Regions from separate parts of the Mus musculus genome. Here regions 1, 2, 4, 5, 6 and 7 are each linked to region 3. A link is a contact called in public promoter capture Hi-C data. All regions are on one chromosome and are shown on one strand. Each heading gives the region's core, a stretch centred on a gene start, on an enhancer-like site or on the middle of the called end of the contact. The rest is flanking DNA. Distances are from core to core; before and after follow the strand shown.

Region 1 (3,062 bases), core at 95-2,594, 1.5 Mb before region 3:
GAGGGCTGCTTTGAGGTTCCGTGGTGAGAGTTATTGGGTTACAATTGGGTGTTCAGTATGTCTCAAAATACAAAACAAAGAACAATAACAACATTAAAAAGTTGTTAGGTAATTTCTTTCTTTGGCTTTAGGTTTGACTTGAAAAGTATAACTAGGTGATTATTGCCCCGCCCCTTGCTTTCAGCAGTGTCAAGGATTAAACCCAGTCGTCTGCATTCTAAGCAAGCACAATGGGCATCTTTAAAATTCTGCAAAGGCAACCATTCTCACAACGCTGGAACCAACTGTAAGTGTTCTCAGCATCATGCTTAAACTAAAGCAACATGAAATATTTAGTAATTTTAGTTGAAGATGAGACATTTTACAGCTGAATTGGTTTAAATCTTAAGGTACATGTTGTGGAGCAGCAGTGAGCAGGAAGTTATTGCTTAGACTGTGGAATGAAAGGAAGCATATGAATAAAAGTCTTCTTTTAAAGTCCGAGAAAAATCTCCTTGTGCCAAAGAACAGGTTTACCTTGCATTCTAGTGACCTACCTTGGGGGCATTGTGTCCTACAGGAACATGAGGTCCCCTTCTAGATTTCATTGCAAAGCGCATGATTTGTCTCTTCACAAAAATAAACAGCAGTACGAATACCTGCCCAAAGAGATTAGAGCCATTTTAGTAATAGCAATAATTTTTTAAAATGTTCACTTTCAAAATCCCTGGGTTTAGGCCTTCAGAGCTGGATGCTTTGGGGCGAAGCCGGGTCGCTAAGGACGGAGGTGGGTCAGGGGCTAGTAACGGAGAGGCATGTTAATCTGGGCTCTAGAATTTAAGAGGGAGGGTTCTTACTTAGAGCCAGGCAGCTTTGACTTAAAGATCTCAGACTGTCTACGGATACAATTCGGAAGTCCAGAAACAAAACAAGTTAAGTGGCTGAAGAACAAAGACAGAACGGCTCAGGAGCCTTCTTTTCAGGAGTCCGGCTCAGAGGGTCGGGACTCAGACAAATGCCACAAGAGGAAGAGAATGGGGATCTCACCAGGCTCCCGTACGCCATCACCAGCACGACATTCACTCCAGAAAGCCAGTTACTACTAGACGCCATCGCCTCTCTCTCCGGGAACACCTGCTAGGACAGTCCCGCCGCGCTCGCGCGTTAGCCCAGGCTCTGCCGAAGCCAGGGAACCTAGGTTCCCTGGAGCTCTCCGAACATTTCCATATGGTTTTCGATTAAAAAAAAAAAAAAAAAAAAAACCAGGCTAGAGTCCGTCAGAAAACATGGTGGATGGGGGCGCTAGTTAAGCATCGGACCTTCCCGTCCCATTTCCCCACCCCCACCCCCTCCGCCACGTGACTTATGTCCGCAAAGGTACCTGGGAGTGCGGAGACGCGGAACTACGCCAGTAAGAGGAAGCCGAGACCTTACTGGAGTCACGTGATGGAGGCGGATCCGTGCGGGGCGGGGCGGGGGCGGGGCGGGCGCGCGGAACTCAAGAGCAGTGTTTCGTGGCGGGGAGGCGCGCGCACGCTGACGTGCGCGGCCCTTTCGCGTCACGTGCTGAGGGACGCAGGAAGGCAAGTGGGAGGGGGAAGGCGCGAGAGCGAGCGCGAGAGGGAAAAGGAGGGAGGGGGTGGGGAGGAGGGAATCTTATATCACGTGACAGGGGCGGCGCGGCCCGGGGTGTCAGTGTGGAGGAGACTGAGGTAAAGTTGGGAGCGCAGCGGCGTTGGCGGCGGCGGCGGCGGCAGCGGCAACGCGGCGGGGCCGGGTATTGTCCGCGGCCCCTTTAAATCCGCGATCCCCTTTTTACCCTCCCTTCTTTTCCTCTGTCCCCTCCGTATTCCTGTCCCGCGGTAGGCCCCCCCCACGCCGTGTGTCTCCCCACTGTACACCCTCCCTTCTGGTCTTGGGAACCCGGGCGTCCAACCTCCCCACCTCGAATTGGCCGCCGGGGGTTTTGTTTATAGTTGGGTTCGCGGCCTACTGGGCCGCGCCAGAGCCGGGGCCTCGATTTGGGAGCGTGGCCGGGGCGGGGCTTGGGGCAGCCGGAGGGGGGGGGCATGTGGCTAGAGCCTGAAGGGGGAGAGCGAGAAAGAGCGCGGGCGAGCGAGGCCTGGGCCCAGCCTGAGGTAGGGTTGTTTAGGAGGGTCAGTGTCTTGTGGAGAAGGCCTCCTCCCTCCCCAGTCCTCTCTGGGCCTCTGATCCGGATCCGGCCTGGTTTTGGGGGCGGAGGGGGGGTGGCGATGGGGTGGAGCTGCCCCAAACTCCCCCATGTGGCCCTCGGTTTGGAGTGCGGAGGATTAATTTGTTCCGGGTGGGAGGTAGAGAAGCGAATGGCCCCATGGGCTCTAGATGTGGCGCGGAGGGGGGTGAGTCTCCCATCCTCCGCGCGTGGGCTTCTGTCCTCTCTGTTCATTTCCAGCCTCTTTGTCAGCTCCTCTTATTACCCTGCCTTCTTTCTTACCGACCCTGGTCGTGGAATATATTTTCGCTGCAGTCTTTGACTTCCTGTTGTCTATACTGTAGTTTTGGCTACCCAAGCAGTTATCTTATTTGGGAAGCTGGACATGGAGGCCCCCGTGGATTGTGTTGCGCCTAAGGGATGTCACTAGACTGGGCATTTGTTCATTTTTCTCATAATGGGAATGGAATTCCAAATTTCTTGAGACCCTTCACCTGGTGGACAGCCCCTAAATTGTTTTGCAAAGTGATGTCACAAACAAGAGACTGTTTTCCACGATTCTTAAAATTTAGCAACCTCTGGTGTAGGTTGTTGTGGAAAGAAAAAACAGTTAAAGGCGATTTTGTTAAATTTGTTTTTGCCTTTGACTCACTGACTACTAAATGGAGAGATTATTTTTTGTCTCCACCTCCCATATTCTGCGTTGGGGATATCTGCTGTGTCTTGCTGGGAGGGGGGTATGAGTCAGTTTGACAACCAGCATTAGAGATTAAAATATTTGGATGTGTATCTGTTGATAAGACTGTGTTGTGGGTCCTATACCACTGTCTTTAATTATAGATCATCCCAGTGATTGTTTCTGTTGTGAATGGGAGATACTGCTGTCATGTAA
Region 2 (3,147 bases), core at 527-3,026, 1.2 Mb before region 3:
CAACCGAAAGGAAGCAGCTGGAGGAGGCAAACCTACCCGTAAGTGAATCCACTTAGCAAAATCCAATCTTTGATGTTTCAACACATGCCAAGGAAGCCTTACCCACTTCTACTGGGGATCTTAGCGATGCCACAGCTCTAACCAGTGCTGCAGGAAAAACAGTACCAAAGATGCTACAATCTTTACTTGACTGAGCCACTCCTGGTGGTCCTAGCTTGGTGAGGTAAGCCTCAGCTGGGATAGATGAGGCCCCATCAAAACTCAAGTATCTCATTATTACTCCACTCCCAAAGTTACCTCACCAAACCACGACCTGGTTTGGTGGCAGAAAGGGCTAGAAAACACCATGAAAAAAAAAATGAATCAAAGCCTCCAAGAACCACAAAATTCACGTCTGTCTTCCCCCCAGGCAACTCCCGTTTCCAGTGTGGATAAAGGTGCTCCAGGAGGGACAAGACCATTACAGTGGGCGTTATCCAACAACGTGAGCACTGTATCGCGCAGTACCAGCTGTTATAAAATTGCACCCAACAATTTCCTCAAGGGACACTAGGGAATAAAATAAGGCAGGACGCATGGAAGATGCCTCCTGACCAAGGATAGGTAGGATGGAACGATGCCTACTGGGGAGCGATGGCACTGCTGCCGCTCAAAACACACATTGCTGTCACCACCAGAAAAGGTGACAGTCACCTAGGATAAGCAGATGTGACCCCAGGAGTGGGGAGGAAGTGGCAAAGCTGCTACGAGCCAAGGCAAAAAGAGGAATTAAAGGTTAGTTACACCAGAGTTAGTAAGAGGAGATCCAACGTGGGGTCAATGAACGGCACTATTCTTTAGTGAAATTCAGGGAGCAAAGAGGGGTTGTACGAGGGATGCCTAGGCAGGGAGCCTACAGGTGGGTACATATAAGTGGAAAGAACTACTGAGAAGGGTCATTATGGAACCGGGCTGAGTTCCAGGCTACGTCCTTCCAGCACAGGCCTGGAATCTTATTAGAGTTGGGGTGGGGAGAAGAATGGGTCATTTCTAGGTGACATGGTAAAGTTGTGGAGGAGTAAGCAGAAGGAGCCAAAATCATAAAACCTGAGGTGTGGGTGGATTCATAGGAGGAGGTGGTTGAGGGGCCACATGTCCCGATGTCCCTTGCTCTCAGGGGTCAACAGTAGAGACTGTGACTGCACCACAGAACCTCAAGCTGAAGAAACAAGTGTAGCCTGGAGAGAAGGAGCCAAGCACCAAGAGGGGGGCTCTGGCCTCCGGGTCCTTCGAGAGCAGGAGGTTGTATGGTGTGATTTCGATCACCAGACAAGGGACCCCCAGCGTGGCGCAAGCGAGGTCCTCACCGTGATGTTGCAGTGGATGCGGACGGGGTCCCCCGGCACCGATCCCCGGGAGGGGAGATGGGGTCCGGGCGCAGCCCCGGCCCCGGCCCCTCCGGCTCCGGCCAGCAGGAACTCGCAGCTCAGCTCGTCCAGGCAGGCGCTGGCAATGCGGAAGCGCTCGTGGCCGCGGTGGAAGATGGACTCGAGCAGCTTCAGCTCCCGCCTCAGGCAGGGCCCTGGCCCCGGGCCCCCTCCCGGGCCGCCCCCGGCCCCCGGCGCCGCCCCCTGGACCCCCAGTTGCTGCCCCGGCCCCGGCTGCTGCTGCCCCTGCGGCTGCGGCTGCTGCATCCTCCGCTCCGCTCCGCTCCGGGGCCGGCGGGCCGGGAGCCTCCGGCCTCCGCTCCGGGCTCCGCCGCCGCCGCGGTCCGCACTTCCTGATCCCCCCTTCGCCAAGATGGCGCCGCCGCCACCTCCGGGACAGGCCCCCTCCGCTCGCCGGCCCACCCCCCCCACGGCCGCCGGAAGCCGCGCGCCCCTCCCCCTCCGCGGCGGCCCCGCCTCCGGCCTCACGTGACCTCTGAGCTCCGGCCCCCGGCACGTGATCCGCGCGTCTTTCCCGCCCCCCGGCCCGCGCCTGTCACCCTCCACATGTGACCCTAGGCCCTCGCCTCGCTGCTCGAAGCGCTTCCGTGCGTGTACGTGCGTCGTGCGTGACCGTGCACCGGGGGGCCTTTGCCAGCGCTTCCCTGTCACATGGCCGGCGTCTCTTGTCACGTGGCCGGTGCCTGTGTTCCCAGGGGCTCCCCGCGCGGGACTCTGGCTTCCTGCTTGCGTCCCGCGGCCCCCGCGTGCGGCGCATGGCCGTGTCTGTCCTGTATTCCCATGGGGGTCGTCGGGCCGGGTCACCGGCCTCCGCGTCTGCGGCGGGAAGGCGCCTTTCGCTACGGTCGGAGAAACGGACTTGGATCTCCCTGCGGTTCCTCTATGGTGTGTGACCTTGGGTTATCTACGCTCCTGGGGAGCCTCAGTTTCTCCATCACAACAATGGCACTGTACAAGACGGGGAGGCCTCTTTAGCCTGTTCCCAAAGGCTCTGTGCAGGGATACTGAAGTATCGAGTATGGTCGCTGGTCAGCTACGTCTGAGGGGACAGATGGTGCGGCTTCCTCCACAGAATCACAGGGCTTCGTTATGTGTGAGTGCAGAGTACTAAGCTAGGGGTTGCATAGACGACACCCACGCCTACCTGCTATTCTTCTTCCCACCTCGTCGCACTGATCCTGAACGGGGCTTGAAGTTTGCGGCAGTACCTCGTCGTTCCCACTAGGTGGCACTATCACAAAGGACAACGGAGGGTCCTGAAACCCAGAGCTGCAAACTGGCAGGTGCCAGGATGTTGTAAGGCCTGATGGGTTTGGGACCAATTCATCATGTGAGCCGTTGGCCCGTCTACCGTCACCACCTCTATGTTTTTTGGAAGCTGACTGTACCTTGGTGCTGGGCTACTGATTCACTCAGTGATGTTAGCAGAAAGCTTTACTAGGCCAAGTTTAACTCCGTATGTTTTAAGAAATTCGTGTTCTTTGAGCCTGGGGGGATGAGTGTGGGTGTGTGGGTGGGGCTGGTTTTTCTAATGACCAGAGCAGCCTGAACATTTAGCTGCATACCATCTTTGTGCCTATGTCCACAAGCTGGAAGCATAAAATACTAGGGTAAGCCAGTCCTAGCAGAACAGGGTTGTAGTCGCAACTATCTAGGAGAGTCAGAAGGCCAAGGCCTACCTGGATAACTTAGTAAACTCCTTTCTCGGCCAAATAACTAA
Region 3 (3,255 bases), core at 372-2,871:
CTCAGAGACTTCTCTGCAGACCCCTAGCTCCAGGCCGTGGCCAGCCCAGAACAAAAGCAAGACGGAGGAGGAGAGGCCCACGCCAAGACTGGTACTTCCTCAGAAATTCCCCTCCCCAAACACAGGGGCCCTCCAACTTCGGTGTGTAAGCGACCAAGGGACCCCTCTTTGCCAAGGGCTCCCTCATCACCTCTCCCCAGACTGGGACCCTCCCCTGGGCCACACCCCCTTTCATTCCTACACTCAGCCCAACAAAGAGGCAGCTCTTCAGTCGGGCTTCGTGGACTAGGTCTCCCTCAGAGTCCCCAACTCCAACAGCAGAAGGTCCCAGGAGTGCCCCCTCCCCAGTATACAAGCAGAAACTAGAGTAGGGGCTCCCAAGTAATTGCACATTCCGTCAGTCCTTCCAGCCAGGAGCCGACACCCCCTCCGCACAGACCCTGGGATTGGGAGGCAGCTCCCCCTCCCCTTTCCTCTCCCAGTTCCAGGATATTTCTTTGTCTACGGGCGGAGCCCCAGGGGAGGAAGGGTCCCGAGAGTCGTCCCGACTAGGGGTAGCAGGGAACTTTGTGGCACTTGGAATCTGGGCAGGGGGCGGGGCCCCCTTTGTCGGGAAGGGACAGAGCCAGAGGCGCGCAAAGAAGGAAGCGATGAACTTTCCGTGCCGGGGACAGCAAGCCCCCACTCCAACCCTCGCAGTGTCCAGACGCCCGCTTACCTTGCCTGCCCACGATCTCGGCCACGTGCTCGGAGGTGGGCACGGGAACGCACTCCGTGGTGTTGCTGCTGCCCTTCAGTCGCAGCTCGGCCTCTTTGTAGAGCGCGCAGAGCTTGGCGTCGTTCGCCCCTTTGGGGGCGGTGGGGGGCTGGGGCGTCTGCGCCGCGGGGGCCGCGCTCGGGGCGGCCGGGGCCGCCGCGGGCGGCGGCGGCGGGGCCGGCTGCGGGGGGGCGGCCGGCTGCGCGGGGGCGCCGCCCCCCCCACCTCCCCCGTCCTCGCCCGCCGTGGGGGCGGGGGGCTCCCCCAAACCCAGGAGGCAGAGTTGATCAAGAGCCAGCTGAAGGGCGCGCTCGTCTTCCAGCAGCCCTCGGTCCTTAGCGCTTCCCCCGAAACATCCTAGTTCTCCAAAGCCCCCATTTCTTTCCATTATTCCAGATACCACTAGACTAGGCATGGCGAAACAAAAGCTGGGGGAGAGAGGGAGAGAGAGAGGTGGTGGAAGGGAGAAGAGGAGAGAGGAGGGGAGGGGAGAGGAGAGGAGGGGGTGTGTGGGGAGGGGGAACAAAGAGCTGGGGAGGGGGGAAGAAAGCGAGATAGAAAGATAGACCCACCCCTAAGCCCCCCTCCCCAAGCACCCTGTAACCTGACTCCCCTCGCCCCAGCCCCCGGGTGGGGGTGGGGGAAAAGAAGCAAAACCAAGAAAGCAGATCTCCTCTCGCTCCGGGGTGACGGGGTGGGGTGGGGGGCTGCGGGCCCTAGCCCCCACCCCTCCGCCTCGGACCCAGAGTCTCTACCCTCCGCCGAGCAGACGCCCCCTTAGGTTCCCGCACCGAGCCCCAGTCCCGGAGCGTCGCTCAGTGGCCCCCAATAGAGCCCAGCCCCTTCCAGCGCTCAAACTCTTTTGTTTTAAATGAACTGGATGGAGCAGCATGGAACTGACGGGAGGGGGGCGCGCCGGGGGCGCCCGGGGCATGCCGGGAGTTGTAGTTTCCCGCCCTCGGGCGCGGGGAGGAATTCCTCAACCCGGGCAAGAAGGGGATTGCGCCCCTCGGGCTCTGCCCACTGGTCACGGGAAAAGCCTCGGGTGGGTTGGGAGTTGTGGTCCGAGAAATTTTAGGAGCTGGCAGTATGCGGGAAGGGAGCGGGTGTGGAAAGGCGTTTCTCCTCTGCCCGCGGGTCCCGGGCCTCTTTCTTATGGTAATGAGGGCCGGGGCGGAGCGGCCTCGTGGCTGCAGTGCCCTCCCTCCTCCCGCGCGCGATCGCGGAGTCCACGGGCTCGGGCCTCTGGGAGAGAGCTGGTGGAGCAGACAAAGCCCGCGGCCGCTACAGTGGGAGGAGCAGGTCTCTGCGCTGTGTGGGGGCCAGGAAGGGGCGTTCGGTTGGGGGTGGGACCCCCGGTAGAGGATGTGGTTCCCTCTCTTCTCGGAGGTAGCAAGCCCTTCCCCCTCCCCCAGCCCCCCAGTTCCGGGATCTCAGAGGCCACGACTGGGAGGTGAGTTAGTTCGTGCCCCCGTGGTCCGTGCAGTGACCCGGGGAGGATGAGGAGGCGTGGAGGGAGAGGATGGGGGTGGGGGCTGATCCGGGAAGCCAGAAGGGTCCTAGAGGCTTCGTATGGCTTAATTTGGAGCCTTGAACCTTGAGTAACAGGAGTGAGATTGGGGGCCCCTGAGAACCCAGGTTTTTTATTTTTACTTTTTTAGACCTGAGCCTCGAATATAGTGGAGGAAATCTTTTGTCCCTTAGGACGGTCATTTCGCTGTTTCCTTTGCCTCCTTTATAAACCAGTAATTCAGCCCTTTTAACCCTAGAAATATGGCGAAAGAGATCATAAATAAGCTTTTAAGATTTGACTGTTAAGAGGGGAGTTAGAGTGTACTGCATTCTTTTCTCTTTCTTTCTTTTTTACTTCCCCCCTACTCTGTATCTTCTGGTTTTTGTTTTTGTTTTTCTTTCAAGAGAGGGATGGGATCTAAAGGTCTTGTGGTCAGGCTCAAGGAGTCACCTCCCCAAGTTGGATCACAGTAGATGGGTATGCTGGGTGGGTAGGAGTCCCGCCCCTGCCCGAGGGGTTTCCTTTGGGAAATCTGAGCTAGTCTAGAGGAAAAGTTTTGCATGAAGGTAGGGCAGTAGATTGACAATGGGGATGTCAGGAGGCACAGTGAGGCCAAAGGCCAGGAGGGCTGAGCTCAGGCCCGGTCCTTATAAGCTGATTTTTGGAAAGTGCGTTTGCACAGCATTTGGGAAGGCTGGAGTCTGAGCTGAGTGGTCGGTGGGTATGAGAGTTGTGGCTCTCCCCCTTCGGTATAGATGGTGAAGGAGAACTTTGAGCTGAGGGACCTGGCTAGCTAGAGTAGGGGAGGAGGTGCCCCACATGGAGGACTTTATGGGAGTGGATGCTCTCGCCTTCCAGCAGGAGTGGAGGAAGGCTTCTGACTCCTGTTCACCTCTCTCCCAGGAACCTGGACTTGGGCGCTGGGAGTTTCTTTGGAGAAAGTTTCTACTGGAGACCAGGTGACGGTGGGGCTAACAGCTGTTTG
Region 4 (3,165 bases), core at 461-2,960, 1.4 Mb before region 3:
AGTGCTTCCCATTCATGAATGTGAACCCATGCTCACTGTTGGATGTCATGACAGGAATAGTGTGAGGGCCTGCCTTACTAGTCCTGGCTTATGGGAAGAGGTGTGTCTAAGAGCCACCTCTGACCCCTCCCTTTGTCTTTCCATTACAGCGCTGGTAATGGCTGGTGGTGGGTGCCTCCAGTGGCTCCTATGGTGGGGGCCACCCTGGGCACAGCCGAATACCAGCTCCTGGTGGCTCTGCACCATCCTGAGGATTTAGAACCATTTCCAAAGGTGATGGCATCTCAACTCAAGGCTTCAGACTTGGTTACTCTAGCTCAGCTGGAGTGTAAGCTGTGACAAGGACCAATCTTATCCCACTCTGCAAGAGCACCATGAGCTGGCCAGCACGCAAGACAGATATTCTTTGTATTACTATGCCAGACTAGGACACTTCTGTTTACCACTCCTGAAGGACTCCAGACTGGTCTTCTACCCTGGGAGCTTCCAGGCACGCAGTTCCTTAAAGGAGCCGCCAGAGGGTGTGCACGCTGGCTTTGGGAAGGTTTCTAGAATCGGGTGGGTGGAGGGATCCTAGGATCCTTTGAGGGGTAGGGCCTGGGAGCTTCTCGAGAGAAGCTTGGTTTCCTCTACTCTCCCTTCTTCACTTTTTCGTCTTAAGACGAGGTCTCCCTATGGAGTACTGAAATCTTCTATGCAGACCATAACGGCTTTGACTTCAGCGTGTTACTCAACACACCTAACAAGAGTGAATCTTTTTTTTTTTTAATGGTTTTTCGAGACAGGGTTTCTCTGTATAGCTCTGGCTGTCCTGGAACTTTTTGTAGACCAGGCTGGCCTCCAATTCAGAAATCCGCCTGCCTCTGCCTCGGAGTGCTGGGATCGAAGGCGCACGCTGGGACCAAAGGCATGCGCCACCACGCCCGGTTTAAGAGTGAATCTTTTTAACAAACAAAACCCAGTTTAAGTTTGACTCGGAAGTGATGGAGCACGCCTAGGGTCTCTGAGAATTTCAGGCCTTTCAGAGCTACATAGTGAGACATCCCCTCCCACTGACTCAAAACAACAACAACAACACAACAAAACCACTCGTACTTTGTGGCATTAGGGATTTGATTTAGGGCCTAGGCAAGGGCTCTGCCTCGGAGCTATCTTCCTGTCTTCTGGCTGCCAGCTCGGGAAATCTCTACGTTTCCTACCTTTGGCCTGACAGGAGCGCCAACGACCTCAGATAGTTCTTCGAGGTGTGTGTGTCCGCGCGCGTAATATACCACCCAAGGGAATGTGGTAAGGGGCAAAGTCAACTACTTATCGTCAGGAGAACCAAGTGGAGAAACTGAGGCACAACTCCCAGTCAATGCATAGCTGTGCCTTTTCAGGAAGTGAAAGGCCTTGAGATGAGCCAGGGCGAGGAGGGAAGCACAGCAGAGACTTGGGCTAGAGAGAAGTGTGCTACGGGGCTTCTTCATCACTACTCCCGCATCAGGCTCCTCCCCGAAGATGGTTTCTGGCAGAGAAAGCAGCATTCGCTCGGTTTCTGGCTTCCAAAATAAAGCAGCAGCATCCCAGCGTCCTCCAGCCTCGCCGATTGTGTGCGTGTCCCGGCTGGAGCTTGGGACCCCCCCCTTCCCTACGCACCAAGATGGCGCACGCCGCGCCCCTCACCTCCCCAAAGCCCCTCCCGCCCCCCGCCCGTGGCCGCAGCCGTCACTTCCGCCCCGCGGCCGAAACTGACACAAAGTAGCGGGCCGGGGCCCCGGGGGGGTCAGGAGAGCCGGGCTGCTGTGGGGGGGCGGGAGCCTGCGGGCAGCGGAGCCGAGCGCCCCCGCCCCAGCCCCCGGCATGGGCCGGACGGGGCCGCCGGGCCGAGCGCCGCGCGCGGAGCGCTAAGGTAAGGCGCTGCCACCGTGGGGCCGGGGGTGTGGACCGGGAGGGTCGGCTCTGGGAGGCGCGGGCAGCGGTGCCACGGGGAGCGGCTGTGGGAGGCTGGAGAGAAGGGCTACCAGGATGGAGAGAACCGGTAGCTGTGCGCAAGCTGGGAAAATGGGGCCCCGAAGGGGCGTGCGGAGCTGGGGTGTGAGGAGTAACCTGGTGCCAGCCTTTAGGTGCCTAGAGAGGGAGTTTGGGGCTGATAGGATTTGTCCCGGGAAGGTGGAGGTCTCTCTGTGCCCCAGGAAAACCAAGGGTGCCAGGGATGTTAGCTTTGGGAGCTCAGAGCTGTGTGGTGGGTCCTGGATACTGTCCTTGGAGAGGGAAGGAAGGTGGCCTCCGGTATTATTGTTTTCTCCTGTCTCGTCTATCTGCTAGCTTCCCCTGAAAAGGCTCTTGGTTGGAAAGGAGCGGAGGCCAGACCCAGAGGAGGAGTCTTTTTTCCTTCGTGGAGCGCTGCCTCTTTCCCATGGCTGGCTATTTTTATCCCAGATGTGGCTGCAGAGGGGGCTGGGGTAGGGTGACGGGGCAAGGCGACGTGGCTGGTGGGCCTAGTCGGTTTAGAAAACCAGGATATCCTGAGAGGGGGACCTTGTTACTGCACCCCTCTCGAGGATTGGGGCCAAAGTTGTTCTCAGTCTCCCCAGGGTCCTAGAGGTAAAAGTACTTTCCTGATCTGTATCCAGACTTGACGCTTGATGGTCAGCTTGCTCCACTGTTAACTCTTTCCAAGAAGGAAGACCCAGATGTTAGGGCTAACGATGCTTGATAGCCTCCCACTCGAGTGGGGCTGGGTAGGAGCCAGCAATGCCCACCCTGCATCCTCTCCTTTAGCGTCTGGTTCCACACTCCACCCTCCCCGTGACTCATGCTCTAGATTGGGTGGAGACCCTGGCTGGGGCCCTGGAAGAGGGTTTGGCATCGCCAAATTGTTCATGAGGTTTTTCTTCCAGAGCCAAGGGGGCAGCCACTGTTGCTTGCCACAGTTGTGGAGAGTCAGGAGTGAAAAGGACTTAGTGCCCCTCAGGACTGTCTGCTCTGAGGTCAAGGAGGGAGTGCACATTAGTGAAGGGAGAGCGGGAGAGGATGGCTGGGCTAGGACCACAGTCAGTAATTACAGAGATTGGGCAGACAGGCAATTAGTATCTCTTGGGACTGACAGGCTAGAGGCAAGGGAACTAAGGAGGGGCAAGGCTTTCCATCTGAAGGAAGAGGAGTTTCCTGTGGCCTGGACTT
Region 5 (3,332 bases), core at 81-2,580, 1.9 Mb before region 3:
TTTCCTTCCTTCTTTTCTTTTTTCTTTTTTTTTTTTTTTTTTTGTTTTTTTGAGACAGGGTTTCTCTGTGTAGCCCTGGCTGTCCTGGAACTCACTTTGTAGACCAGGCTGGCCTCGAACTGAGAAATCCACCTGCCTCTGCCTCCCGAGTGCTGGGATTAAAGGCGTGCACCACCACGCCCGGCCCTTTCTTTTTCTTCTTTCCATCCAATACATGTGTCCCGGTTATATTAAGCTATTGTAATGACTTGTTTGTAGTTCCGAGGCTGAATCAGTCCTTTACCTAGAAGTTATTCAAAGCTTACTCAGGAGGATTGTAGAATGCCAGAAGTGTATTTGGAGATCGGCCAGTCCGGGTCTTATTTTATTTGTAATTAGGATACAGAAGTCCCTGGGAGGCAGAAAGAATGCCACAAAAGTGAGGCCAGCTTGGGTTCAAGAGTGCTTCACTCCCAAAACAGTAGCTATGGAACTTGGAATTCTTCCAAGGACATTGTTAACAATTTACCTGCCCACTGGCCTTGAAAATGGATAGTGCAGGAAAATAGGCCTATATCTACAAATGGGGGACGGAAGGGGAACATGAATTTGATGGGCCAGCTTCCCACGTATTAGGATGGCAGGCATATATTACCACACCCACCTTAGAGCTGTGGACAGCAATAGGCTCATACGCCTAAAAATGAAAAGTTCTGTTGAGAGACGCACGGTAAAAGAACTCTCATACAATCAAGCCCTACTATGATCACAACAAACCACAACTCTCAATGGATTGTGTGTGTGTAAATACAATAGGCTTCAGTGACATTTGTCAGTCCCAGAGTCTCAAAAGACGAGGTCCCATCACTTAGTAAACTGTGTTAAAGCGAGTGCTGGTACGATTCTAACTATTTGGTTTGCACTAGAGAATCAATGCACTTTTTTTGTTTTCAAATTGTTACTAATAATTGCACACCCAAGAGCTCATACAATCGGCCGCGTGTAGCATTTTTAGTTCAGGAAGTAGCTTCAGACCCTGAGGGCGTTTGCTACGCGACTGCGTAGGGGTTGGGACTCGGCAGCTCCTTTTCCTGAATAGACACTTATGGGCTAGGTTTCCATCCTCCCAGCCTACTACCCAAGGACAACGTTCCGAACACCTGTAGGGAGTGGAGCAAGAGGGAAACGTCGCGCATGCGTGTTGGCGCGCGCAGGCGCAGCCCGGCTTTTTCCGGATCGCCCAGCAGTAGCACCCACTCCGTACCTCCCGTCCCGCCTCCAGATGCAGAGGAAGGATGCGATTGGGCACACTTGTTGCCCGTCAGACCAGACTCAATTCTTCTCCCTACAATTGGCAGCCCGGGAAAAGGCCAGTCCGCCGTCGTCGGCTTACTCCTTAGAGACCTGGCGCCACCGCGGAAGCCGCTATTGGCGGACGCCCGGGACCGCGACTGCTCACTTCCGGCGCCGGCGACGACTCTGCCCGCTCGGGCACTCTCAGCCTCCCCCGCCCTTCCACCATGGCCGCCTCTGTGTGGTGTGGGGAGAAGCTGGTCCTCCCATAGCGCTCCTGCTGCATCCTCACCCGCTAGGGGCCGGATTCCAAGGAACCGCGTTTCCCAATCCCGCCGGGAAGGTTTCCCACTCCCAATTCAGGGCCAGGACTCCTTCCCACGCCTCGAGAGGCAGAAACTTAGGGTTTCCCCTCCTTTCAGGATAAGAAGCCAGAGGGTTTCCCCCTCCACTTCTGCAAGGGTGGCAGCCTTGCCTATCTCCCTGCAGGACACAAGACCCTTAGTCTACCATACTTCTGCGCAAAAGCTTTGCCCCAGCCCGGCCACTCCTGAGGGAGCATCTAGAGAACCCGCGCCTTCCCCCTCCGCAGGAGAGGAGGCAAGAGTGCGGAAAGCCAGGCCTGTCGGCCTCCCTCCCACTTGTTCCTCTTGCTCCTCGTCCTTGGCAAGCCAGAGTTCTCCATTTCTAGGACTTAACACCCGTCTACTCCCTTGACCTCTTCTGGTCTCTTGGCTGCAGCCATGGAGTTACAGAAGGGAAAGGGGACCGTAGCAGCTGCTGCATCAGGAGCAGCGGGAGGTGGAGGAGGAGGAGCGGGAGCAGGAGCCCCAGGAGGGGGGAGGCTGCTACTTTCAACCAGTTTGGATGCCAAGGATGAGTTAGAGGAGGTAGGTGTGGGGGGTGGGGAAGGGAGTAAGGAATTGGGTTGAGGAGGGATGCTGGATCGCATATGGGGTGGGGGTGGGGAGAAAAGGCCTTCAAGTTTATTTTATTTATTTATTATTATTATTATTTTTTTTTTGTAAGGCAGAAACATTGCTCTTGCTTCCTGCTTCTGGAGGAAGAAGTGTGGGTCAATTTCCTGGACAGGTTGCCCTAGTAACAGCTGCCGCTATTAAGAAAATGGGTGTGAGGGGTGTTGGTTACAGAAGGGATGTAGCATCAGTACTGACCAAAGTTATTTTCATTTCTTCCCACATACACACCAATAGCTATCTAAAATATCCACCCTATTTGAGAGTGTTAAGTTGAAAAGTATATATGTGTTTACAGGCAGGTGTCTGAGGATTGGCAACTTCCTACAGACTTGGCCCCTCTTCTTAGATGGTATCATTGACTGTGTGTGGATACAGACACTTGTCAGTGATTTTAACCGAGCATTTATAGAGTGAGTGAAGACTTACAAGTAAGTAGTATCTAGTTTGGTAATATCAGTCATAGCAGTGGGGTGAGCCAGTATATAGGGGACTGCTTTCCTTAGTACCAGAGAGTACATACACACACGAAGGAGAGGTACGGGAGGCAGAGGCAAGTGGATCTCTGTGAGTTTGAGGCCAGCCTGGTCTACAAAGAGAGCTCCAGGACAGCCAGGGCTACAGAGAGAAACCCAGCCTCAGAAAACAAAACAAAACAAAACAAAACAAAACAACGACAGGCAGACACAGAACATGAGTGAGGAGGCTTGTCCCTTCCTTTTCTTTGCTTGGTCTCACCCTGTGCTTGACTAACTAGAGATGATCTGTGTAGCCACTTCCACAACTTACACACAGGAAGACGTACTTAGGATGTAGGACAGACGGAGGCATGATTGTTGAACTGTTTGTAAAGCCTAAAGCATTCAGTTCCATGGTTACCCAAGGATAGGGGGAGGAAATGAACAGGCCCTGTCCCCTCACTCACAGGCTGTTTCCCTGACACTATGTCACAGTCCTTTATCACATGCCAGAGTAGGCAGGTAAACTCAGAGTTGAAAAAATGTGAGATTGCCTTGCGTGGTGGTTCCCATCTGTAATCCTAGCACTTGGAAGGTTGAGTCAGGGAGAAAGAGAGAGATAGAC
Region 6 (3,135 bases), core at 297-2,796, 1.7 Mb before region 3:
CTCCAGGACAGCCAAGGCTACACAGAGAAACCCTGTCCCTGCCTCCCCCCTCATCCCCTGCATTTTCATACTTCTGCTCACATGATAAATTGCAGATGTACAAGTATTATAAGAAATTATTTTCAGTCTAGGAAAAGGAATGAATTTCTTTCTTTCTTTTTTTTTTTTTTTTTTTTTTTTTGAGACAGGGTTTCTCTGTGTAGCCCTGGCTGTCCCGGAACTCGCTTTGTAGACCAGGCTGGTCTTGAACTCAGAAATCCGCCTGCCTCTGCCTCCCAGGTGCTGGGATTAAAGGCGTGCACCACCACACCTGGCCATGAATTTCATTTTTAAACCTAGAATCTATTTCCCAAGATATCTCTGCCATGTATATTGCCAAAATCCAAAATCAACATGCATTCATTTAAGCATGGACTATTTATTTATTATTTTATTTATAGACACTTGAATTCAGAGATCCACCTGCCTCTGTGTTGAGCAGCAAACACACAAATTTGTACAATGTGGTAATGGTTACAGCAGCTCCATAGTTAAATAACATACTTTTTGTTTTGATTTGGTTTTTAGAGACATCTCTTGTAGTTCTGGCTGTCCTACAACTTGCTAGATCAGGCTGGCCAGAACTCAGTCTCTTCCATGCTTTGCCAGAATGCAGTGATAAAGGTGTGACCAACCTCGTCTGGCCTTTAATTAGCACTTTAAAAGCAATGCACGTGTCAAGTGGTGTAAGGATATTTGATTTTATTCCTCAAAGGTAAAGAATTGTAAGAATACAAAGTCGGGCTCTATCTTTAGCACTGGAAAACAGCAGCAACAACAAAACAATAAAGGTAAACAATAGGGTTAGCTGCAGTGGAGCAAATATGAACAGGATTTGATTTTGTTGTTTTTTCAGACAGGGTCTCCTGTAGTCCACTCAGACCTCAAACTTGCTAGGAAGCCCAGTGCCTAGAATGATTTTGAACTCCTCGTCCTCCCGCTTCATCCTCTGAAGTTCTGAGATTCCAGCCTTGAGCCACTGACAGCACCACTGCGCCCTGCCCAGTTTACGCTTTGCACATTCTTAGCACGCACTCTACCTACCAGCGTAGTACACCCCCAGCTTCAAGCAGGTATCTCATTTTTTAAAAAAAAAAACCTATTTACGTCTAGAATTATTAATCAGCGTAAATCAAACCAACTGGAAAATGGTAAAGACTATCAATAACTAAAAATGTCATGGATAAAAGCTTCTCGCTGGTGTTCACCTGTGATGTTCCCATCACACTCCAGCTGTCAAAGCGTAGTCGGAAACTACGTGAGAAAAAAGTATCCATTTTTCTCGCCACAGCAGCTAAATTCTGAACTCAAAATAGAAGCTAACTCTCTCACCATGGCTACGCGCCCGCGACGCGAGGAGCCTTTACGGACCTTCTACAAATGGCAGTCAACGGGCATTCCGTTGCATTCGAACAGAGTAGAAGACCTTCCGAAGATGGCGAAGCAACACGGCTCGTCACTTCCTGTCCCATATCAGATATAAGGAACAGGATTTCCGCTTTCGCTCCTTTCCGGCGGTGACGACCTCCCTACGAGAACATGCCTGTGAGTTCCTTGGTCCAGGTTTCGACAGAGAACTCGCTCTTGGGTCCGCACGGTCCTCTTGCGCTAATTGCGGGTCCTACAGGGTCCACATGTGCGCTCTGCGTCTCTTAGGACAGTAACCAGAGCCGCGGCGGCCCACGGGTCAGCCGCGTAGACGGGAGCGGAGAGGAGATAAGATGGCGGCCCAGCTACGCAGACACCAGGGGCGGCGAGGGGCGAGTTCTCCTCGGTGTGTGCCAGTGGGGGCTCTTTCCCATCATCTCTTTCCTCCATTACCTTCTAAGTCTTTGCATTTCTGCCCCTTTTAGCTCGCAAAGGATCTCCTTCATCCCTCTCCAGAAGAGGAGAAGAGGAAACACAAGAAAAAGCGCCTGGTGCAGAGCCCCAATTCCTACTTTATGGACGTGAAATGCCCAGGTAAGGAAGTGGTTTTCAGCTGTGCGGGAAAACTAAACTGTACTAATGGTTGTAACTTAATTTTTGATTTTATTACGAGTTCAGAAGTGGTAACTTGGAGAGGAATAAAAGAAGTTAACATTTTTCTTCTCTTTTTTTTTCTTCCCAGGATGCTATAAAATCACCACGGTCTTTAGCCATGCACAAACGGTAGTCTTGTGTGTTGGCTGCTCCACTGTCCTCTGTCAGCCTACAGGTGGAAAAGCAAGGCTGACAGAAGGTGAGTGGTCTCAGTGTTGGGGTTTTGTTTGGCTTTGGGGTCCTAAGGTGAAAGGCTGAGTAGAATGCAAGGCTTCCGGCTGGTAAAGCCAGCTGCACTCCTGTTAGGAAGGTTTAGCACTCTGCAGATGAGGCAGGGTCAGTGGCAGGCAGAAGTAACGTTTGCATCTTTTTCTTCCAGGATGCTCCTTCAGGAGGAAGCAGCACTGAAAGCCCCTGATTGAAGATGAGTGGGAACCTTCCCAATAAACACGTTTTGGATATATAATGTTTGTCTTGTTTAACTGGTAGCAAGTGGTGCCTCACATATCCCAGGGCAAACAGAAGAGTGGTCCCTTTGGGGTCAAGTAAGTGGCCAAACACCTAGAGTCCATTGGGGGCATTTTTATCTAGATTCACTGTATAAATCTTAGACCATGGTTTAAAACTGGTGATAGTGTATAATTGGGCTTACTCTTCTATGTCTTTTTGGTAGTAACTTTTAGCAATGGTTATTGGAAACATTGTGTCATACAAAGGTGTGTGACAGTGGGGACTGTCTTTATTTAGGGATAATGGTACCCAGGCTGCTTTAATCCCAGTGCCTGAGAAGCAGAGGGTTACTGTTTTTCTGTGTGTTGTTGAGATGGCCTTAGGTAGCTTCAAGTGTATGTGACAGGATACCTGTCAAGTGATGGCATTGTAGGTGTGTACTGCTGTTGCGGTTTTTGTGGTGCTAGGAACAGACAGACACCGAGGGCTTCGGGAATCCAGCCTCAGAAATGTAATCTTTACACACGTGACTTAACCACCTAGGAGCTTTTATTTATACTTACTACAAACTTGATCTGGAGGTTTAGTTTTGTAGTTAGCTACTAAACTTGTGCAGGATTAGGC
Region 7 (3,562 bases), core at 1,004-3,503, 1.7 Mb before region 3:
GCCCAGCCACCACAAAGTAATCCACCAACCGGGGAGGCCGCTCCTCTGCCATGGCCTCTGCTTCACTCACTGCATCTGGAATGGTCAATCGAGGAAGAGATGGAGCAAGAGAGGATAATGTTCCCATGGCAACGATAGTGGACACCCCCCCTTCTTCTTCCTAGTTCTTCTAAGGAAAGGATAAATGATCAGCCAATCTTGAATTCTTCCACCTGTGACATCACCAAACTCTCATATTCCACCACAGCTCCTTAGAGACCACTAGGTCCTTCCTTCTTAGTGACATCAGCCCTTTTTTCCCAAAGAACCCAAACTCCACTCTACAACACACAACTGACATATTCCTCACCTATTCCTTTAAAGGCCTGCCTCTCCTTGCCCGCTACAATTACGTCTCAGAGAACACAGTATTTTCTGTAATGGCCTGCAATGACATCATTCACTCTGGCTACCACATTACACCAACTTTTGCTTTGTCAAAGGTCTCTGCTCTTGTAGCAACACCACAAGAACCTTCCGATGCAGCTAATGTTCTTAAAGCACCCATCCTTTCATTTCTAGAAGACTTTACAGATGCCTAGGAAGGCTTACAAAACCCAAGATTTAGCTTCTGCTCATCAGATTTCAAGTATCCTTTTTTTTCCCTAGCTTAACTTTACCTAGTTGGCCAAGCAACCAGGACTTTCCCATCTCCAGGATCCTTAGGTGTCTGTAGTTAGGCACAAAGGGACTGTAGGAGTCAGCTCCAGTCATGCCATGCCCGCGCCACCCAGCCCAAGACAGAATCGGGGCCACAACAGCCTATTGGTAACTTATCTCACCTGCCTCCATGGCCTGACCCTGGGGAGTGGAAGCCCCAAGAGTCCTGAGGTGCCCCAGGGTGCTGAAGGTGGGAAGAAGCCTGGCGGGTAGCTTGCAAGGGGCTAGAGGCTGAGAGAGTGCTTCAGAGGGGAAGGGAGGCTACTTCCTGAAATGGCTGCGAAGGGGAAGCTGTCGCTAGCTCAGCATAAGTCAGCCTATGGGTGTGTGGTATCGCTGGGGGGGCGGGGGGGATAGTACTGTTTAAGGTGCCAGCACAGCATCAGACCAACGCAGACCTCCCACTAAGGGTCCTGTGCAAGGCAGGGAAGCTTTTAGTGTCTCCAGGATGCACAGTCTATTTAACCTCCCGCTCTTCCTCAGAGAACTAGAGCCAAACCGACTGTCTTCTCAACCTGGCCTCTGGACACACATGCCCCAACTCAAGCTAAATTTAGCTTGAGCTTCTCTACATCTGAGAGGTGAAGCCAGGAGTCAGCGTCAGCCTCCTGATTTAACTCCAGGACACAGCTCACTCTCTCATCCACTGCAGGCCAATAGTAGTTCTGTGCTCCAGACAGTAGGCAAAAGCCGTTAGATGAGACCCTCTATAGGCAAGTGGGTGGTCCCGGATCAACAGGACTTGTGTGTCCAGGCCTTCCCTTATCCAGCCAGGGAAGAGTCCTATAGAATGCAGCCCCTTCTCCCTTGGGGGAAAACAACGGCACTGGAGCCACTTTGGGTCCCAACGCCCACATGCCGAATGACGGGAAGTCGGGGCTAGGGCAGAGGGCGCGGCGCGGGGGAGGTGGCTGAGCAAGAGGCCGGAGGGCCGAGAGAAGCGCGCGCGGGGACTGCCGAGGACGTGACGGCAGCAGCGCCAGCAGCCGCGTGACCCAGGCGGGAAGGAGGGGTGCTCTGGCTTGAGCGCCCGCGGGAGCTCCAGGTTGTAGGATGTCGAGCACAGCTAGCTAGCTCTGGGTTGCGCCCTCCCCTCCACTTTCACTTCTCTGGGAGGGAGGAAGCGGAACCAGATGCGCAGCGTAGAACAGCTGGGGACAGTCCCTGGAGCCGCCCGCCCTCCGCCCGCCCTAACCCGCCCGCCGCCCCGCCCGGTCCGGCCCCTACCTGCCTGCCCTGGGACTCCCCAGCCGGCCCGCTGGCGGGTGGCTCTGAGGGCGGGCTGGCGGGCCGGCGGGCGGCTGGGCTGCTATCCAGCCCCGGACATGGCGCACTCGACTTAGGAGCCGCTCGCGCCCGGGCTGAAGGAAGAAGCAGCAGCCGAGGGCGCCGGGCACGGTGGAAGAAGATCTGGGCGGTCCCAGCGTCCCCGCGCGCTGCGCCACGCGGGGACTGCTGCCACACCACACCGCTAGTTCCAGCCGCGCGGTCCTCCCGGCTCCCACGTTGCTGGGGACCCCAAGCTCTTCAACGCGCCCTGCTTTCTCCACTCATACCCGCCCCCCACCCCCCCAGGAGCCGCGGGCGCCTCCGCTATTCTGCCCCCCCCCACACACCCGGGCCTGCGGCCGTGACCCTGGCTAGCGCCGGCCCAACACCCTGCCGCCTGCAGTGCGACCCCTGGTGGCTGGGAGGGCCCCCTGCAACCAAGCGGATTCCCACCACCCGGAGGAAAAAGCAAGACACTGACCCCAGATGGCCCCGAAGTCAGAGTCGGTGCTCCTGTCCTGCCCTACCGTCAGATGTGGCCACTGTGCCACAGCGAAGGCCCTGAAGACCTAGACCTGGGAAACCCAGGTGACTCCCCACTTCCACGTTTAGAACCCACTGGCCAGAGCCAGAAACTCTCAGTTCTTCTTTCGAGAAATGACAAGAACATTGAAAAAGAGGAAGAAAGGCATGAAGCCGAATAGTGGAGGTGTAGCACTCCTTTCACTATGCTGGGTGAAGTCTAACAAAGCCTTCGTGGAACATGGTTGTCTCCCAAGGATCTATTGCGTTAAACCCAAATGGAGCAGTGAAATGGATGAATCGACATACAGTCCTCAGAACATGAGATTGCTTAGGTCCCCCAAACATAAACCAAGTAAGCCAGCTAGGCCTGCTTACTTCTCTCTAGAAGCATCAACACTGGCAATAGCCTCCTCCAGGAGAGGGGAGGATTTTCTAACAGAAACAACTGTGACTTGGGACAACAGCCTCTCCTTACCCAGGGCTTCAGAAGAGTAACTTGTCAGGCTAGTCACGGTGCCCCATCCCCTGATGCTGCAGCAGGCAGGGCCTTAAACAAACAAGGGCACATAAGGTGACTTCCTGCTGCCTCGGTGAAGTCTGTATAGGCTTTAGGATACATCCAGTTTGGGACCTAAATCTGAGAATGGTGCTTCCGCACAAGCACAAAAGTTCTGAGAGGATTAACGCACACCCGTAGCCCTAGCACTAAGGAAGCCAAGGTGCCAACGGGCACGTGTGACTTCTAGGTAGTCTGCCCTATGTAAGAGAAATCCTGTCAAAAAACAAACAAACAAAAATGCAACACAAAAGAACCTATGGCACCAAACCTCCTTAGGTCCCCAGCCATGTACCAAATAGCCAAGCACACAAAAGGTTTAATAGGATTTTTTATTAACATATAATATATTTAATAAAAAATAATATCCATTCTGGCTCTCTCTTCCATTGCAAGGGGAAGAGAAATAGGGAGGGGCTGGTAGTGCCCATCCCTTCTGGACAAGCCCTCTCTCCAAGATTTCCCTCTACACCTTGCTTCCCAACAGGCTCTGACCTCCAGACAGACGGTTTT

Evidence for each region. Promoter capture Hi-C pulls out the DNA fragments that hold promoters and counts their contacts.
Region 1: a promoter capture Hi-C map of pre-B cells shows a contact between it and region 3, with 4 times the contacts expected there. The contact joins the promoter of 4933434E20Rik here to the promoter of Mex3a in region 3. A contact is called at or near these places in 5 of 39 promoter capture datasets (cranial neural crest, liver, neutrophils and 1 more), 3 of 115 datasets of contacts at active chromatin or transcription factors (astrocytes, forebrain and pancreatic cancer cells) and 1 of 9 other capture datasets (adipose tissue).
Region 2: a promoter capture Hi-C map of liver shows a contact between it and region 3, with 5 times the contacts expected there. The contact joins the promoter of Ube2q1 here to the promoter of Mex3a in region 3. A contact is called at or near these places in 4 of 39 promoter capture datasets (the C10 cell line, liver and pre-B cells).
Region 4: a contact with region 3 is called in a promoter capture Hi-C map of cranial neural crest. The contact joins the promoter of Atp8b2 here to the promoter of Mex3a in region 3. A contact is called at or near these places in 3 of 39 promoter capture datasets (cranial neural crest, liver and neutrophils) and 1 of 9 other capture datasets (adipose tissue).
Region 5: a contact with region 3 is called in a promoter capture Hi-C map of liver, with 2.9 times the contacts expected there. The contact joins the promoter of Ints3 here to the promoter of Mex3a in region 3. A contact is called at or near these places in 2 of 39 promoter capture datasets (cranial neural crest and liver).
Region 6: a contact with region 3 is called in a promoter capture Hi-C map of second pharyngeal arch cranial neural crest. The contact joins the promoter of Rps27 here to the promoter of Mex3a in region 3. A contact is called at or near these places in 2 of 39 promoter capture datasets (liver and second pharyngeal arch cranial neural crest).
Region 7: a promoter capture Hi-C map of pre-B cells shows a contact between it and region 3, with 2.3 times the contacts expected there. The contact joins the promoter of Dennd4b here to the promoter of Mex3a in region 3. A contact is called at or near these places in 2 of 39 promoter capture datasets (liver and pre-B cells).

The regions. Positions count from the first base shown.
Region 1 is chr3:90,051,084-90,054,145 of GRCm38.p6, reverse strand. 4933434E20Rik (RIKEN cDNA 4933434E20 gene) reads right to left here and starts at 1,344. Exons shown (of 7, transcript NM_025762.3): 1 at 1,027-1,344; 2 at 537-638. The coding sequence starts at 1,092. Ubap2l (ubiquitin-associated protein 2-like) reads left to right here and starts at 1,631. Exons shown (of 28, transcript NM_001165984.1): 1 at 1,631-1,691.
Region 2 is chr3:89,772,238-89,775,384 of GRCm38.p6, reverse strand. Ube2q1 (ubiquitin-conjugating enzyme E2Q family member 1) reads right to left here and starts at 1,776. Exons shown (of 13, transcript NM_027315.4): 1 at 1,347-1,776. The coding sequence starts at 1,673. 4632404H12Rik (RIKEN cDNA 4632404H12 gene) reads left to right here and starts at 1,985. Exons shown (of 2, transcript NR_130957.1): 1 at 1,985-2,883.
Region 3 is chr3:88,530,312-88,533,566 of GRCm38.p6, reverse strand. Mex3a (mex3 RNA binding family member A) reads right to left here and starts at 1,621. Exons shown (of 2, transcript NM_001029890.3): 1 at 719-1,621. The coding sequence starts at 1,172. It overlaps Gm38618 (a long non-coding RNA gene), which reads left to right and starts at 1,687. Exons shown (of 2, transcript XR_867447.3): 1 at 1,687-2,210; 2 at 3,174-3,255.
Region 4 is chr3:89,961,883-89,965,047 of GRCm38.p6, reverse strand. It overlaps Atp8b2 (ATPase, class I, type 8B, member 2), which reads left to right and starts at 1,710. Exons shown (of 28, transcript NM_001081182.3): 1 at 1,710-1,891. It also overlaps the pseudogene Aqp10-ps.
Region 5 is chr3:90,431,634-90,434,965 of GRCm38.p6, reverse strand. It overlaps Ints3 (integrator complex subunit 3), which reads left to right and starts at 1,330. Exons shown (of 30, transcript NM_145540.3): 1 at 1,330-2,162. The coding sequence starts at 2,016.
Region 6 is chr3:90,212,059-90,215,193 of GRCm38.p6, reverse strand. Rps27 (ribosomal protein S27) reads left to right here and starts at 1,546. Exons shown (of 4, transcript NM_027015.4): 1 at 1,546-1,584; 2 at 1,893-2,001; 3 at 2,150-2,260; 4 at 2,441-2,527. The coding sequence starts at 1,579. The coding sequence ends at 2,469. Nup210l (nucleoporin 210-like) reads right to left here. Exons shown (of 40, transcript NM_029937.2): 40 at 3,043-3,135. It also overlaps a transcript of Rab13 not described here.
Region 7 is chr3:90,263,926-90,267,487 of GRCm38.p6, reverse strand. Dennd4b (DENN/MADD domain containing 4B) reads right to left here and starts at 2,253. Exons shown (of 28, transcript NM_001356483.1): 1 at 1,927-2,253; 2 at 1-75. The coding sequence starts at 52. Crtc2 (CREB regulated transcription coactivator 2) reads right to left here. Exons shown (of 14, transcript NM_028881.3): 14 at 3,363-3,562.